Linked DNA regions of Mus musculus: all the other regions are linked to region 1. The links are chromatin contacts, called in public HiChIP or PLAC-seq maps. All regions are on one chromosome and are shown on one strand. The core of a region is the stretch at or near the end of the contact, and the rest is flanking DNA. Distances in the headings are between cores, read along the strand shown.

Region 1 (2,922 bases), core at 127-2,626:
AGTCCTGTTTAGCAAAGAAAATGAACAGCCATGTAAAGATTGTTTAACTGCCATATCATGCAAGACCTCAGAGATCTCCAGTGGAGAAAGATAAGCCACAAGCCTCACATGACACTTATGTTTTAGGATGGCTGCCTGTCTACACTGGCACTCAAAGGGAAACGGACCACCTTTAACTTAATGTCACTCTTCCTTTTCTCCTCCAAACATTCTTTATGATCAGTGCTATTTTATTTATAATTATTTCAACAATACTAAAATAATAAATTTCATTTGAAAGAGCCCTAACAGCTGTAAACATGAGCCCCAGCTCCACTGAGGTTTGTAAATAACACAATCTAGTACTCCAGGCTCCATCTTCATTCCCAACGCCCACAGCCCCAAGCACAGCAAGCCAGCCTTCCTTCTAACGGTTAAGGGGGGGGGGGGGGGTTGTGGTATCTTCTGATCCCGACCACTCTGCTCCCAAGGCATCCCGCCATTCTTGAGCCCACTGCAGCTTCTCTGTCCAAACGGAAGGCTGAGCTAGAACGAGTTCCAAGGTTCCCAGCAGTGTGAACACTGCAACGCCACACTCATAAATGAGCCACAAGTTCCAATACCAAACGGGGAAAAGTTGGAGGGTTTCTGATCCAAAACAGATTCTGTGAGCAACACATCCGACAAAGTATGTCTCAATTCCTCATTCATGACTCCTGGTTGCTGCATCCTCTAAATAAATGCATTTCTTTTCTTTCCCCAAGTGTGATTATTATTCCTCTAAAGAGAATTTAAATTAAATCCTGATAGTGAATCCCTGTCTTCGTAGTAACTTTATGTACCTATGTGCCCATGCTGTATGCACACTAATAGTTAAGGCTTACAGTACCATACGGAACATGATGAAGTATGAAACTCATAATGCCAGTAACACAACAGAGGATGAAAGGTTAAAAAAACAAAACAAAACAAAACAAAAACTCCTGCTTGCTTTTGCAGTATTATCCTGACAACAGCCAATGCTTTTGTTTTAATCATGAAACTACAAAAGAATCATTTGGAAACTCACTCGCACCAGCAACAGGGAGGCTCTGCCTCAGACCCGGGGAAGTCAACACTGCGCATAGGGAAAGCCCTGCTTTCCAAAAGCCCACACTACGGAGCAGCAAGCCCTGCCTGATGTAATGGCAGCTGCAGCTGAGGTTCCAGCCTAGACCAGAGGCAGAGAGAAGCTTGCAAGCCTGGACTAGAATCCTGCAGAGTGCACTCTAAGAGTAAAGGCCTGCCTGAGGGACGGTGCGCTTTCCAAGACAGGCGGGAACCAAGGCCTGAGAGGCTGGCAGGAGTGTTTGTGCAAGCACACAGTCCTTCTTAGAACTGAATGTCCCCAGCACTTGGAAAGGAAGTAAACAAAGATCCAGGTCATGCCTGTGTCTGCGGAGCCCGGGGCAGCCAGAGCCTGGCCTGGCAGAGACTCCAGAACCCCTGGATTGCGAGCTTACATCACCAGGCTCTTAACTGTGGGCTGCCTGTGACCAAGAAAAATTACAAAAAGTACAGCCTATATTTCTCTCTGCCATTTAGCTGGCTTAAAAACAAAACAAAACAAAACAAACAAACAAACAAACAAAAAATAAACCAATCCTTTTCTGAAATAAAACGGGATCAGAGGAAAGAGCTTCTTGTGGACCAGGCCACAGTGGACTCCCGAAAGCCATCCATTTCTCCTCAGATCAGATTTATGGTGAACCCCTCCTACCCTCTCAAACTCAAAGCAGACCCAAGGAAAGGCTCAGAGGAAAGTCCTTGAAGAACATGCATTGCACACATGCTGCTGTAAAGCCCACAGCAATCTGGTCACATTATAAACATTCAGGGACCGAGTGAGGCACCTTCATCGCAGTCCAGCAAAAGCATTAAGCTCTCCTTTATTCTTCTCTACATCTAAGTCAGGAGACACGACAGTGAGCAGGGGGGTAGCCAGTCTGTTTACCTTCCTCCCCCAGCACACCAGAAGGCCCCCCCGCTAAGCCACACACACACACACACACACACACACACACACACACCCTGACCCTGAGGCCCTGGTGTCAAGGCAAGGCCGAGCCAAGCTACTTTGGTGAACGTACAGCCTACTGTTCCTGGTCAGCAGGGCACTGCAGCAGTGTGCTCTGTGGCCCTTTTTACAGTTGAAGCTCCATCTTAGCCCCTGCTTTTTCTTTCTTAAAACTGGGGACTGTAAAAGCAGCAGAACTGACGAGAGAGAGGGAAGAAGGCATGTCTACACATTGGCACATGTGTGGTTTTATATAACAAATGCACGCCTGTAAAGCTATCCACACACAACTGAATGTCTGGAATAGTAAAATAACCCATTCGTTAAAAATTATAAAATGTAGCAGCTCATTAAAGATAGTTAACTGTTCAACAACCTCAATTTATCTTTTTTTAAATCTTAATTTTTTTAATATAATTTAATGGGAAAAAAAAAAAAACCAATCCAGTCAACGCAATCCAATCAACAAACTAGCAAAAGGAACAAGCCAAGCGCTGAGAAATTCACAAAATGAATTTTTTTCTTTCTTTGAAATCAAGTCTCACCCTATAGCCCAGACTGACTGGAAATTGACTTATGTAGCCTAAGCTGACTTAGAACTCAGAAAACTTCTGCCTCAATCCCCTGAGTGCTGGGTAAGAGACATGAGCCACCACATAGGCTATAAAATGAGTATTAATAATTTAAAATAACTTGCTTTAAAGGACATATTCTATTTGCCTTTATTGAATTTATCAGTTTAAAAACAACACAATGCATTATTAAATGGGGTCGTGGCAATGCAATGGATGAGCAGACTGGTAGAATTTAGGGCCTTTCTCTCTGTTAATGTAGCTTAAAAATCTTAAATTATGAGATACTCCTCTGCCTCACTGTAAACAGCAGAT
Region 2 (2,922 bases), core at 116-2,615, 360 kb before region 1:
AACTAAGCTACATTCCTAGCCCTGTGTGAGATTTAAAAAATGTATTGTATTCAAAAGATTTTCATTTGCTCAGAACAAACTTCTTGGATTCACTCTGTTCCCTCCCAGTTTTTTCTTAAAAGCAAAGCAGCTAAGTTGGGGAGATAGCTCAGTGGGTAAAACCACTCACCACACAAGTATGAGGACCTAAGTTCAAATCCTGGGAACCCATGTAAAACCTGAATGCATAGCACAAACAAATAATCCCATAGGCCTACAGGAACATGGAAGGGAGAAAGAGAAGCCCCCAGAAGTCCAAGAGCCAGCTAGCCTGGCACACACAATGCAAAAAGAAGAGACTGTTGTCTTCTGACTTCCACATGAGCTACACAGTACATGCTCTCCCATATTCTCACAAACACACACACACACACACACAGAGGCATACATACAGACACATAGTGCACACACACAGAACAGGAGTTGGGAATATCTGTTTTTATAATGTTTTACTCTTGGCTACAGTTCTGTATCCATGCCAATAGTCTTCCTCTTTTAAACAAAAAACTAGTATTTGTATGTAACAATTTTATAAATAATAAGGATCTTCAGTTGTATTTACTTTATTTTACAGCTTAAAGCGATAATGGATTGATTGCCCTCAAAAGTTTTATTATGGTTATTTTGATATTATGTCAAGAGCATTGTATAGGGGAGGAAGTCCTAACAGTAGGCTTTCTGTTCCTGCTAATGTGCTGCTCTGTCAGTATAAGAGAAAGAATTCTAGATTGTGTCAAAAGGCAGAATGTTAGCAAGATTGTAAACAGGCCCAAACTTGGTTTTCCTGAAGTGTTCTCACTTAACCACAGAGAGCATGCCCCACTGGAGTCCTGACTGTGGATTCAGCTGCCTTTTCACTTGTCACATGCCACTGCTTGCCTTGACGTGTTTTATTAATACAGTAATGATGTCTTAAGATGTCTATATAGAGATATTGTTGTTTTTATTTCCTGACAAGGAGTGATGCTTTTGTTGAGTTAGACACACACACACACACACACACACACACACTGGTCTTGTTTTGTATCACTGACAGCCCACGGGTTTGGCCACTGTGTGCTGAACTTTCTGTTCCAGACTCTCTGCCAAGAGCTTTATGCAAAACTCTGGTTTTAGTGAAACAGGTTTTATTGTTTTTAGACAGTCATATTAGAAGGTGTTAGCTGTGTGATGCAAATAGAGGAACTGGTGTGTATATATAGCTGTGAGAACAAATGACTAGCAAGGCTGGCTGCTTTTCCTCTTGCTCCTTTAGCCTCAGTCTGTGCTGTTTACTGCTGGAGATCTGAGATGGTGTAATTTTCTTTTCTAGGAACTTGGAATCAGAATCCCTCGGCCACTAGGACACGGACCAAGCAGGTTCATCCCAGAGAAGGAGGTATGCTGTTTTGAAAGTACACAGTGAACTGCCTGCTTTTAAGGAAACATTTTCATGGCCCACATCTGGCATCTGAATGATTGCTGGTCAACAGCATGTTTTACACAGTTATTCAGAGTTAGTCATGCTTTGGCAGTGAGGTCATGGGATTAGAAAGCTGTCAGGGTCATATTGATTTCTAGGATTTCATGATGCATTTTAAGCACCTGTACTTAATCAAGTAAAACTGAGCCTTGTTGTTGACTCCCTCCCTCCACCTGCATATGTTTAGACCTTGCTTGGAAGCAGAGGTGCTCCATCTGACTGGTGAGAGCACTGCACCAGACCTTTAATTCCACATATGTAGAAGCAGCTATGCTTTATTGTCATAAGTTTTTGCTATTAATTGTGATTCTCTTCTCATTAAATGAGAATAGTGTTGTAAGGAAAGGTTTTAATGTCTGCTTGCAAAATCTGGGTATTTAACAGTCTGCTTCTTCGTCTGGATTCTTGTCAACTCTGCAGCTTATCTAGACCCTTTATCTAAAGTTCAGTTCAGCCTTTGTTGTTTATCTCCCACCATATAATGGGACTATTCTTCAGCTACAAGTTTAAATCACAAGTCCTCTCAGGAAACTGTAATCTACTTGTAAATAGATCGGTGCACCACATTCCTGTTCTCTTTAACCGGTTTATAGTGTGTGCAACTGTGGCTCTCCTCTCCTTCCCACAGATGCTGCAGGTGGGCAGTGAAGACGCACAGATGCATGCGTTATTTGCAGACTCCTTTGCTGCTTTGGGTCGTCTGGATAACATCACATTAGTGATGGTTTTCCATCCACAATATTTAGAAAGTTTCTTAAAGACTCAACACTACCTACTACAAATGGATGGGCCATTACCCCTCCATTATCGGCACTACATTGGAATCATGGTTTGTAAAAATCCAATGAAAATTTCTTTCTTTTTTTTTTTTTTAATTTAAGAGGATTAATGCTTTTGACATAGGATAAATATATTACTTATTGTCTGACTTGTAATCATATTCTGACTTGTAATAGCATATAATCAGATAGTTTCTATTTTTTCCTGACTTTAAATAAGTATGTTTTCAAGTATAACCAAAAAAAAACCACTACGAGTAGTTTTATACAATATTAAGAACCATTTTTTTAAAATGTACTCTGTGTGTGTGTGTGTGTGTGTGTGTGTGTGTGTGTGTGTGTGTGTGCATGCGCTCTCGCATGCTTCAGAGACAACTTGAAGGAGTTGGTTCTCTCCTTCACTTTGGGCTTAGACTCTGGTTGTCAGTTTCCCCACTGAGCCTGCGTGCTGGCTGCACCAGAGTCACTCTTGTCTTAGCAGTTAAAATGGAACATAAGATGTAAGAAAGAGATCCTCCCTCCCTCCCTCCCTCCCTCCCTCCCTCCCTCCCTCCCTCCCTCTCTCCCTCCCTCCCTCCCTCCCTCCCTCCCTCTCTCCCTCCGTCCCTCCCTCCCTTCCTCCCTCCCTCCCAGTATTCTCTC
Region 3 (2,922 bases), core at 201-2,700, 320 kb before region 1:
CACCCCCACCCTGACGTACGGAAACTGAGGCTTCTGGAGACTGAAGGACACGGTGAGGGGCACTCAGGGCCTGTCTGAGCATGCTAATGCACTTCAATACCTCATTCCCAACTACCCTCAACCTCCAATGTCCCACAGACTTGAGGCATTTTTCAGGGGGCGGGGGTTTAAGACAGGGTCTCTCCACATAGCCCTGTATGGCTGCAAACTCACAGAGATCTGCCTGTTTCTGCCTTCTGAGTACTGGGATTAAAGGCCTGCACCGGGCATCTTTGACCCTTCACCAACCTCTCAAACTGGTTGCCTCACTTCTCTTGTGAAAGGCGCCCCTGGTGGCCGGTCTGTGCACTGCAGGAGGAGACTTGGAATCTCTTCATCTCAGGAGCAGAGCAATCTCCTCTGCTCAAAAGCATCCACTGCCTGTCCCCTCACCCTAAGGAGCATCCAACTCAGCCATCTGCCCCGTGTGACTGATAGTGCTTTACCACCCACAGGCAGCCAGAGTGGACACATGATTCTCACACGGCACCCTAAAATAGTCCCCGTGCATGATGCTGACCACAGGCAAAGGACTGATGTCAAGCTGTCACAGAAGGAATAAACTATGTTCCACAGACTCCTCATACTTAGGAGACAACTCCTATCCAGCCTAGGAAAACATTTTAGAAGGACCTTTAAGAATTAAGTTAAAGGGGGTTGAAAATTTAACACTCCCCATGCCCTTAACCAGAAAATTAATCAAGACACCCTGTTTTAAACTGGCTAAAACTGCCTGCATCTTAGAGTTGAGTTAGGATTTCCAGTTTGCTTTATCCGACTTTCCACCCTTAAATAAAACCTAAACATTTGAGTTTACAGGTGGCTAAAGAATAAAAGTCACCAAAGGCAGGCTGCAGACTTCTGAGAAAATACTGATTTACCTATCCTATCAGCACTGGCGGCGGGTTGACGGTTAGCCTGAGAGAATACATATTCATTCATTCATATATATATATATATATATATATATATATATATATAATCAGACCAATCTGAGAGACCACAGACTCAAAACTGCAGACCTAAGCAGACCATTCTGAAGGCAGAGATGACCACCTACCCACCCATCCAACTGCCAACCCAGCCACCCTATCAGCAATTATTCACTGAGTACCCACACTCCACACCTCTGAATGTGGCTCCCCCTCAAAAACACCAGGGCAACAGTTAGACTTTTACTGCGATGGGTTCTTTTTTAAGGCACAGACATAAAGGCATTTGGGCTCTGAGCTGAGTGGGGGAAGAGCCCGTTCCACAAGGACAAAAACAGTGGGAGCTGGAAAGAATGAGCAAGCTTCGGCCCACTGAGCCTGCCCGGTCAGGGGTGCAGAACGAGGGCAAGGCTGAACAAGGAGCTCACTCAGCCAAATGCTCTCACTTGCTCGCCTGCCTGCTCGCTCGCCCAGCACCGCTGGGAATGTGCCTGCAGAGAGGCTGGGAAGGCAGCCAAAGGGCACACTCCTGCCAGGGAGGAGGCAGAGAGCCAGTGGAAGCAAGTTGCCACACAAAGACACCAGGGGAAAGGGGTGGAGGGCTCTTCCTAACCAATCCAGCACAGTTGCTAAGAGGATGTGAGGAAGGGAGGGTGGGTTATCTCTGCGCGGCTAAATGCCTGGCCCAAGTTAGAAACATGGGGAGGGTGGGACGCTCTGCTTGCCGCCCCATCTCCAGCCATTCCAGGTCTCTCTCTTCCTGCAACAGGATGTCGGAGCTGTCCAAATCAGAGCTCATGCTGCATGCCTGGCTGGAGGGGTGGCTCACCCTCCAGGTCTGAGTGGAACTATGCAGAACAAGAGGCTGACTTTAAAAATACAGCACAAGAAGGGCCAGTCTGGTGATGCCGGACCCTGCTTGCCAAGCTTTGCCTGTCATCCCGCCGCATTTAGTAGCTCTGTTTAGAAAAGGAGAAAGAAAGAAATCTGCCCTGTCCAAAAGTGGGAGAGCTGGAGAGGCGGAGGAGGATCCGTGGTGACGGGGCGGCTAATGTAGATAAGGATTGTTCTTTGTGAACTTCGTGTGACCTTTGTAAAAGGCTGCCCCTTACATAAGTCTTATTTCAGGCATTTTCTACCAGAGTTCTTGCCCAGTAGATATTTACAGAAGAGATGGGGAAAATCCCTTTATGTTCTTCCAAAATTCAAACCCACACATACTGTGATGGGCTTCTAAATGTAGTAGTGCTGACATCAGAGGCACCTCAGAAGCTAGCCCTGCCTCAGCACCACAGCTTGCTCCTTCTCCCTTATTAAGCCCATCTGTTTGCACATTTGGTTTGTACCAAATGCAATTTACACCATAAAGCAGACAATATGTGCCTAGTGCTTAAATGAGATCTACCATTTAATTGGATCTTGATAGGAATTCTTACCTAAACTGGAAAGTGTGGCTTTGAATGGAGTTGATGGCAACTGTTTTCTGTCTCAGTTTTGTGCCCATTGAGACCTGAGCTACAGATTGTCTTAGCACTTGTACATAAGTTGAGAACTCGCTTGTTGCCCCTGTGGAAGTCTATTCTGAAAACTTCTGTAGAGCCCCACCCCCACCCCTGCCCACACCCCCAGAGAAATACCACATACAAACTCAGCTCACTTCACCCAGGGCTGGGAGTAAGATTTGTTGTCAACAGAAATAACACACCACTCTCAAACATGTCTGCTGCAAACTTACGAAGTTCAGATGTGGCTAAACACACATTTACACACATCTGTGCTCTTTCAAAGGGAAAATCTACAGGAACATTGGACCGTTTTAATGACATTTAATGTGCTTGTCTCATGCAACAAATCAAGAGCTGGGGGCTTGGCTAGCTAACTGTGGTCCATGAGATTTCCCCCCGGGCAGGTCCTTCTGAAGGTCCCAAGGGCCCCACCTCATTCCTCCCTC

Evidence for each region. HiChIP or PLAC-seq counts read pairs in DNA pulled down with a chosen protein or histone mark.
Region 2: a contact with region 1 is called in an H3K27ac HiChIP or PLAC-seq map of heart atrium, with 7 read pairs. The contact joins two enhancer-like sites. A contact is called at or near these places in 1 of 484 Hi-C or Micro-C datasets (liver), 3 of 115 datasets of contacts at active chromatin or transcription factors (embryonic stem cells, heart atrium and stem cell-derived neural progenitor cells) and 1 of 9 other capture datasets (adipose tissue).
Region 3: a contact with region 1 is called in an H3K27ac HiChIP or PLAC-seq map of heart atrium, with 8 read pairs. The contact joins two enhancer-like sites. A contact is called at or near these places in 1 of 15 datasets of contacts at CTCF or cohesin (the NIH/3T3 cell line) and 1 of 115 datasets of contacts at active chromatin or transcription factors (heart atrium).

The regions. Positions count from the first base shown.
Region 1 is chr10:42,250,080-42,253,001 of GRCm38.p6, forward strand. All of the region lies in intron 2 of Foxo3 (forkhead box O3), which reads right to left. All of the region lies in intron 1 of Gm38485 (a long non-coding RNA gene), which reads right to left. Among named protein-coding and RNA genes, the nearest start is that of Gm38485, 23 kb to the right of the region's middle. Within about 2 kb of position 1,377, at least 124 of the 459 cell types and tissues checked have an H3K27ac peak or open chromatin away from gene starts, as enhancers often do. A contact at or near this core is called in adipose tissue, heart atrium and liver, where this site is marked.
Region 2 is chr10:41,892,691-41,895,612 of GRCm38.p6, forward strand. It overlaps Sesn1 (sestrin 1), which reads left to right. Exons shown (of 10, transcript NM_001162908.1): 2 at 1,352-1,417; 3 at 2,130-2,330. Among named protein-coding and RNA genes, the nearest start is that of Gm33058, 65 kb to the right of the region's middle. Within about 2 kb of position 1,366, at least 118 of the 459 cell types and tissues checked have an H3K27ac peak or open chromatin away from gene starts, as enhancers often do. A contact at or near this core is called in adipose tissue, heart atrium and liver, where this site is marked.
Region 3 is chr10:41,933,346-41,936,267 of GRCm38.p6, forward strand. The region is part of intron 12 of Armc2 (armadillo repeat containing 2); the gene reads right to left. Among named protein-coding and RNA genes, the nearest start is that of Gm33058, 24 kb to the right of the region's middle. Within about 2 kb of position 1,451, at least 158 of the 459 cell types and tissues checked have an H3K27ac peak or open chromatin away from gene starts, as enhancers often do. A contact at or near this core is called in heart atrium, where this site is marked.